Regions from separate parts of the Anser cygnoides genome. Here region 1 is linked to region 2. Evidence: chromatin contacts called from public Hi-C data. All regions are on one chromosome and are shown on one strand. Each heading gives the region's core, a stretch centred on a gene start, on an enhancer-like site or on the middle of the called end of the contact. The rest is flanking DNA. Distances are from core to core; before and after follow the strand shown. Region 1 holds the start of KMT5A (lysine methyltransferase 5A). Region 2 holds the start of ARL6IP4 (ADP ribosylation factor like GTPase 6 interacting protein 4).

Region 1 (3,635 bases), core at 297-2,796, 240 kb after region 2:
GGCGCCGGGCTCACTCACTCGCTCGCGTCTCGCTCCCGGTCCCGCCGCGGCCGCTCCCCGCAGTGCCCGCCGCCGGCCCCGCCGCTCTCTAACTGCCGGCCGCCATCTTGGCCCTCCCTCCCCTCTCACAGGGGAGGGGAGGCCGGAGGGGAGGGGGAGGGGGGGAGGGCCGCCCGCCGCGCCGCCCCACGTGACCGCCGCCGCGCACCGCCCCCACGCGACGCCAGGCACTGCCCGCCGCTGGCGCGCGCGGCGAGCACGTGACCCGCTCCCCTCCTCCTCGCCCCCCCCAAGGCCGCGCGCGCGTCACGTGACCGCCTGGCGCCACCGCCTCGCGCCCCTCCCCCCGCCCCCGCCGGGCGTTTTGGCGCGCTCCGGCTCGCGCTCGGCCATCACGTGACGCGCCGCTCCTCTTCCCGCCCCGCCCGGGCGGCGGGGGAAGGCAGCCGGACCCCGCGGGGGGGGGAACAAAAATAAAAATTAAAAAAATAATAATAAAAAAACCGGCGAGCGGCTCCCGCGTTCTCAAAAAGCGCCGGGCCCAGCCCCGGGGCGGCGGCCGGAGCCGGGAGGGGCCGGGCCGGGCCCGGTTCCCGGGGGTGGGGGAGGGGAAGGCGGAGGCGAGCGGCTGCAGGCGGTCACGTGATCCCGGCGCCTCCAAGATGGCGGCCGCGGCGGGGACGCGAGAAGCGGCGCTCTCGCGAGACCCGCCTCCCGCGGGGCATCATGGGAAGGAAAAAGGGGGGGGGCGCCGGGGCCGCGCTGCGGGGTGGGAGCAGTGCGCATCTGCGGCGGCAGGGCAAGGGTGGTGCTCGCGCGCATGCGCGCTGCTGAGGCGACGGGGAGCTGTGCTTGTGCGCGCTGCTGAGGCGCCGCGGGGGGGGCGCTGTGCTCAGGCGCATGCGCGGTGCTGAGGCGGAGGAGCGGGGACGGTGCTGAGGAGCCGCGGGGGGGCTTGGCCCCGGCCCGCCGCGACCCGCGGGGCCGTCCGGGGGTCTCCGGGGCCGTCCGGGGGTCCACGGGGCCTGGGCACACTCCTGCGCCCCCCCGCGGCGGGGATCGCCCCGTTCCCGCCGCTCCCCTGGCAGGAGCTGCCCGGTCCCCTGAGGAGAATGCGGGCGAGGCCGGCCTGGGGGCGCCCCCCGGCCGTGCCCCCCCCCGGCTCGGCCCTGACGGGTGTGCCGCAGGGTGTGGAAACGGCTGCCGCAAAGACCTGGCTGCTTGAGAGCCCGCCGGCTGCACGGGTTGGCTCTACATCTGGGAAGAGCTTTGTGCCGCTGAAAGCCCTCAGACTCGATTTTTTGCTAAAAGGAAGTCTTCCGTCAAAAGGTTTACCCAGTTCTGTAAGAGCGCAGCCATTTCGAAGGATTTTCATAAAGTTGAAGCAGGCATAAAGTGTGGGCGGTCGTGAAATCTGCTTAAAATGTTAAGGACTGCTCATTCAATTTTACCGAAGTCCACCCCCTTCTTTTTATTACACAAAAAACAAGCAATAAAAGTTAGGCAATTTAAGATTTAAGTAATTTAGATTAATCAGCGATGCTTCAGACACTAAATGGAGGAAAAGATGACAGACGTCTGGCCAGAGATGAGAACAATTTAAATGGCACCTCACATCTCGACTGTTGCCCTCTACACACCTCAAGTAAAGGCACAAAGAAGTACAGGTCACGTGCCGTGTATTTAACGCTAAATGCATCCGTACAGCTCCACACAGTCGTGACAAGAAAGTGACATTTTTGATGTCTTGGGTTGAAAAGAGGCCTGGGAGCAGAGTTTATGATCATCCTCGACTGGGAGGTGAGTAACCCGCTGGTGGCACTGCTACTCCCTGCTCACGTGTAATTACCACATGAAGAGCTGTCTGCAGCACTATTTCCCTATGACCTGAAATACGAATTAAGTATGTCACCAAATGTATTTTGGTTAGAGAAAATATTTTTTACCACTGGGCAGATGCTACTCTGAATGCATTTTTATAATCAGGGAAATGTAATTGATGCCTACTAACATTTTACTGTACAACTCTGTAAAATAACATTGCTTAGCGTAGCGCTCAGCAGTTACCCTCAAGGCATTTATTTTTACTTGCTTTCCAAGGGAGAGGTACAGTGGCTGAAACACAAAATTGTCAGCATTTCATCTCGTAGAGAAGTAATCTGCGTAAATGTTGTGATGTTTCACTGCAAATTTGACAGGTGAGAAAGCGAGACGTGCAGCAATCACTCGTGCTCAATTGGAAATTCTTAACAAGCATGTATTTGCGGTGTATCTGAAAGAAATTGAACTTTCAGATTCAGAGGCAACCAGTCCTAAAAAAGAAAAAAAAAAGTGTTTAAGAAACGAGTTGAAGTGTTAATGGAGACTGGGTGTATTTACTCTCTAAGATTTTCTTTCCCTTCTGAGCAAACCCAGCGCCTTGCTCGCTATTTCTCTTGCTGTCCATTTCACGTTTCGCTGTCGGAAGGCAGCGCTCCGAGGAGCTGCTCCGACGCTCTCGAGGAGATGAGGTTTGGGTCCCCGGGTTTCACAGCTGGTGCGAGGAGGAGCCCCGCTGCTCTCTCCGGGGCACCCGGAGTCGCGGTGACCGGCGCTGGCGGCAGGCGCAGCCTCTGTGGGCTGCGGCCCCATAACGCTGGAACTTCCCCTCGGCGCCGGCTTTTTGGCCACAAAAAGGAGGAGCTGACGCGGGGAAGCCGGCCCGTCCTGCGGGCTCGCAGCGTGAGCGCTCCGTGCTGCGGAGCGGGGGCCAGCTGGGGCTGACGCCGTTTCCTTTGTTGCTCTAGAGATGAGAATTATTTAGCTTGCTTTGCCCTCTAGCGGCGGCCTGGACGGCTTCGATGCAAACCCGGTTGCTTTGTTTAGCATACACATCCATAAAATATCAAGAAATATCTGATATTAAAAAAAAATAAATAAATAAACTGAGCGAAGCTATAGGAAAGGAATTTCCAGAGGTTGCCCGGGATATTACGAGTACAATTCCCAAATTACTGCAGGAAGGGAACCGTCGTTAACAATTCATGCGGTATTTTTCCCCGTGACACCGTAGTCACGCCAAAAGCGCGGCGTGAATTGGGGTGGAAAAACCTGCAAAGGCGTCAGTGGGCAACCACTCGGTGCCACGGCGGAGGCTCAGGGGTCGCTTGGCCGCCGCTCCGCGCCCTGGGCACGCAGACAGCTGCTGTCGGAGGAGCCTTGGAAGGGAAATAGGGCAGAAAGAAAAGGGCCAGGCGGCGCCTTGCGGCTCGGTGTCACCGCTCTGCCTACGCACCAGGGAGGCCGTGCGTGGCAGCTTCCCGCCCGCATGCTGACAGCGGAGAGGAGCCTTCGGCCTCCCGCTGGTGCCCCCCCGTGCCCCGGGTTTTATTGCTAGTCCCGTCCGGACATCGGTAACCTCCCGGTATTTCACCGCAGGCGCTGCGGGCAGGGCGCTGACAGCTCCGCAGGCGCTACAGGCGGCAGAGGCGGCCCCGCCGTTTCCTGCTCGGGTCCCGGTCCCGGTCCCGGTCCCGGTCCCGGTCCCGGTCCCGGTCCCGGTCCCGGTCCCGGTCCCGGTCCCGGTCCCGGTCCCGGTCCCGGTCCCGGTCCCGGGGTCGCCCTCCCCGCCCCCACCCACGTGGCGCAGCCCCGCG
Region 2 (3,865 bases), core at 63-2,562:
ATGCTGTACCCGCCTGCCTTTGTTCCAGGATCCCAGCCCTGTGCCGAACTACATCGAGGTTGAACACGTGGGGACGCAGGGGCTGTTACACAGAGGAGGGCAGATCCATGGGGCGCTCCCCATCGCCTCGGGGGAACGCTGGAACCTCATCGTCTGGATGAGAGCCTCAGCAATCCGCAACCGGCTTTGCCCCATGTGCAACCAGAAGCCCGAGCTGGTCGAAGCAGAGGGATTCGGAGACGGCTTCACGGAAACTGCTGAGGATGATGTGCCTGAGACTGTGGATCTCTGTTCGCTGTGGTAGCATGTGGTAGGGCATGATTTCTTCGGACCGAGTTGCCTGAAGCTGCTTTCTGTCCTCTCGGGCTGCACTGACAGACTCTGGTGGATGCGTGAGTCACGTCAGAAGTCGCTGTCACCTTGGCAGGGGGATGCAGAACCAGTCCTGCCGGGCTGGGGAAGCCGGCTGCGTCCCCTGCTGGTACGCAGGCAGGCAAGGGCTCACCCTCGGCCTGGCGTGGTGGAGGGATGCTTGGAAGATGTGGAAAGCCTTCCGTTGGAGCCACTGCAAGGGCTCTGTGAATATTTTCAGGGGTACAGGAAAAATAAATGAAGCTGCTTGGCTTTTGTGGAGGCCTCTGTGCCAACAGCAGCGTTGCAAGGCTCTGTAAATGGAAAAGAACAGTGCAATAAAACCACATACCCCACAGAAACAGTGCAATAAAACCCGAAATTTGCCACTTCTCTGCTATTTGCGGGGAGTCCTGGCCTCTTGCAGGAGAAAAGCTTTTGGTTGCGGGGCAGCAGGGAGAGATCCGCCCCAAACTCAGCTAACGGTGGCTCAGAACAGGCTGCTGGGAATGGTGTGGAGTTACCACCACCGGAGGTTTGCCTAACGCAGGCTCAGAAAAATCCATCAGGAGCAGCACAGGAAGCGTCGATCCCCTGGGGCGGCTGAGGGGGTGCCTTGGGGGCTCCGCGAGCTCTTCTGAGCAGAGATTTCCCTCTCAGAGACGCTGCGAGTGTCGAGTAAGCGAGGGGGAATGGGCCTTGGGGAGAGAGCTGGGGGTGCCTGCAGCACAGCCGGGCTCTGCAGAGGGAAGCGAGGGCAGGAACGTGACTCCCCTGGGACAGGCGGAACCACAGGGCGCCCATCACAGTACCCAGCGCCTCCCCGGGGGCACCAGTGTCTGGAGGGGCTTTGCCATTATTCGATTACTCCCTTATTCAACTGCAGGAACTGCAGTGAGGGGGCGTTGTGGCGGCAGGGCCTGGGGAAGGCTGGATGGGGCAATAACAATGGGACGATAACAATGGGGCACCAACAATGGGGACAATAACAATGGGGCACCAGCAATGGGCCCGGCCGAACCCCGGAACCAAAGAGCGCGGCGCTGTTGCCGGCCGGCGCCGAGCGATGGGGACCGGAAGTGAGGGGGGGACGGGACCAGGCCGGAGGAGCGGCGGCGCGGCCCCGGCCCGCGGTGAGGCCGGGGGGCGCGGCGGGAGGGGAGGAGGGCGCATGCGCGCGGCGGCGGCACCGGGGGGCGGGTGAAAGGGGCCTTAAAGGGGCAGCGCGGCCGGGGCCGAGCTCTTAAAGGGGCCGCGCCCCGCAGGCCGCCGGCGGCCCCTGGTGATCCTGGGGGGGGGCGTCGAGGTGTGCTGCGGGCGTCAGGGTGGTAATTAACCGGGGGTCCTCGTGCCCCTAATTAATTAACCGGGGGTCCTCGTGCCCCTAATTAATTAACCGGGGGTCCTCGTGCCCCTAATTAATTAACCGGGGGTCCTCGTGCCCCTAATTAATTAACCGGGGGTCCTCGTGCCCCTAATTAATTAACCGGGGGTCCTCGTGCCCCTAATTAATTAACCGGGGGTCCTGGGAGCAGCGCTGTCCCCCCCGAGCGCTGGTGGCTGCCCGGGGACGAGGCCGCCGCACGCCTGCTGAGGCCGGCCGGGCTTCGCTGGGCTTGGGCAATTCTGGGGATGCTGAGGGCGCTGCCCCCGCAGGGGCCGAGGCGCCATGGCCCGCAGCCGGTCACGGAAGCGATCGCGGAGCCGGAGCCCCTCTCGCAGCCGGCAGCGGAGGAAGGAGAAGCGCAGGAAGAGCGGCGGGGACCCGCAGCCCGGCGGCGGCTCGCCGGGGAGGCGGCCCTCAGGGCCTCGCAGGCGTAGGTCGAGCTCGGCAGCCGCGAAGGAAGGTGGGGAGGGGTCCGCGACCCCGCGTTTTTACCAGGTTTTCTTGGGGGCAGGTGGACAAAGGGGGGCCCGGGTGGGAGAGAAGGATCCCTGCCCGTCACGTCAGCGCGCGCTTTGGGCCCGTTTTGGTGGGGCTCCGGCAGGTGCAGAGCCCTGAGGCCTCTCCTCGCGCTGCGCTGTAGGAACAGCTCCGCACCCTGACATGTTCCAGGTGGCGGCACAGAGGGGATTTGCCCTGGGGACTTTGTCTTCAGGCTGGGAGAGCGGGGCAGTAACAACTGCAGGGGATAATAGGAATACCTGCTGCCACGGGGCCAGAGCTGCTCTGCTCACCCTCTTCTTATGCACTGCAGAAAAGAAGAAGGAAGGAAAGAGCAAAAAGAAGAGGAAGGCAAGCACGTCTTCCTCTGAGACATCTTCCTCCTCCAGCTCCTCCTCGTCTTCGTCTTCTTCCAGCTCCTCTTCCGAGGACTCCAGTGACAGTGAGCCCAAAGCAAAGAAGAGTCGACACAGCAAAAAGAAGCGAGCAAAACACAAAGAGAAAAAGAAGAAGAAGAAGAGAATAAAAAAGAAATCCAAAAAGAAGTCAAAAGAAAAAGCTAAGGAGGAGAGAGCCAAGGCAGAAGTGGTGCCCGGCCCCTCGCTGGAGCAGTGGCAGAAGGAGTCGCTGGTGGACTCCGGGCCAGGTAACGATCGCATTTCCCTCCTGCTTAGCCAGGGCTCAAAACATGGCATTGGGAAAAGGCCCCTGCATGTCCCCCCGTGGGATCCACACAGGGTGTCAGTAGCAGAGCTGTGCACAGAGCAGTCTCTGACTCTCCTCCCTTCTAAGTGGCTGCCTTTGAGCAACACCAAGTAAAAGTAAGGCGCTACGGGCATAGATTGGTGAGTGGTTTAGCTCTAATTGTGGCTGTAAAGTGGAAACAGAGAAGCCAAAGGAAAAGACGCAGTCAGCAGTACCAACCTGGCAGAGCTCTGGGGCCATACAGCAGCCAGTCCTTGGCGTGGTTTGTCACTGAACCAGAAGCACCGCCATGGAGCCGGTGCTGCGTTCCTGGCTGCTCATTGCAGGCGCGCTGCGGTGCCCCAGGAGCGTGGCTCTGACTGTCTGATACCTTCCAGTCCTGACAGACGAACAGAAATCCCGCATCCAGGCTATGAAGCCGATGACGAAGGAAGAATGGGATGCGAGGCAGAGTGTCATACGGAGAGTCGTGGACCCCGAAACGGGGAGAACCAGGTATGGGCCCTTGGGGCAGAAAGGAGGCAGCATGTCCCCACCCAGGCATTGCGGGGCGGAGGCCTGGAGGAAGCCGTTCTGCAGCACTGCAGTGCCTGCACGGAGCCATGTCCCCTGCGGCAGCAAAGGCCTGAGCTGAGGCCTCGCAGATCCCTCCCGTCAGCCCTGCAGGTGGCACGTTGGGCACTGAAGTGTGACAACATGCTGGGTGCCCACACAAAGGGCACTGGGCTGCCTCCCAGCAGCCAGCTGCAGGCAGCAGAGCTCCCTCTTATTTATTCCTTGGGGCGTGACTGGTTCAGCTGTTTCCCATTAAACGGGGCTCTGCCCCTGCAAAGGAGGAACCAGAGGGGTGATGGTGCCTCCATACCCCCCCCACTTCATGCTCCTGCCTTTCAGAGCTGAACCGTTAGCACCTGGGGCTGAGTG

Evidence for each region. Hi-C and Micro-C count contacts between places; a contact is called where the count stands out from the background.
Region 1: a contact with region 2 is called in a Hi-C map of liver, with 7 times the contacts expected there. The contact joins the promoter of KMT5A here to the promoter of ARL6IP4 in region 2. A contact is called at or near these places in 3 of 7 Hi-C or Micro-C datasets (granulosa cells and liver).

Annotation. Positions count from the first base shown.
Region 1 is chr17:3,666,117-3,669,751 of Taihu_goose_T2T_genome, forward strand. KMT5A (lysine methyltransferase 5A) reads left to right here and starts at 1,547. Exons shown (of 8, transcript XM_066979241.1): 1 at 1,547-1,800. The coding sequence starts at 1,743. It overlaps LOC136786572 (a long non-coding RNA gene), which reads right to left. Exons shown (of 2, transcript XR_010825591.1): 2 at 1,500-2,312. It overlaps SBNO1 (strawberry notch homolog 1), which reads right to left and starts at 176. Exons shown (of 33, transcript XM_066979220.1): 1 at 19-176.
Region 2 is chr17:3,430,404-3,434,268 of Taihu_goose_T2T_genome, forward strand. It overlaps ARL6IP4 (ADP ribosylation factor like GTPase 6 interacting protein 4), which reads left to right and starts at 1,313. Exons shown (of 5, transcript XM_066979257.1): 1 at 1,313-1,484; 2 at 2,550-2,882; 3 at 3,319-3,436. The coding sequence starts at 1,328. It overlaps OGFOD2 (2-oxoglutarate and iron dependent oxygenase domain containing 2), which reads left to right. Exons shown (of 6, transcript XM_066979244.1): 6 at 29-751. The coding sequence ends at 304.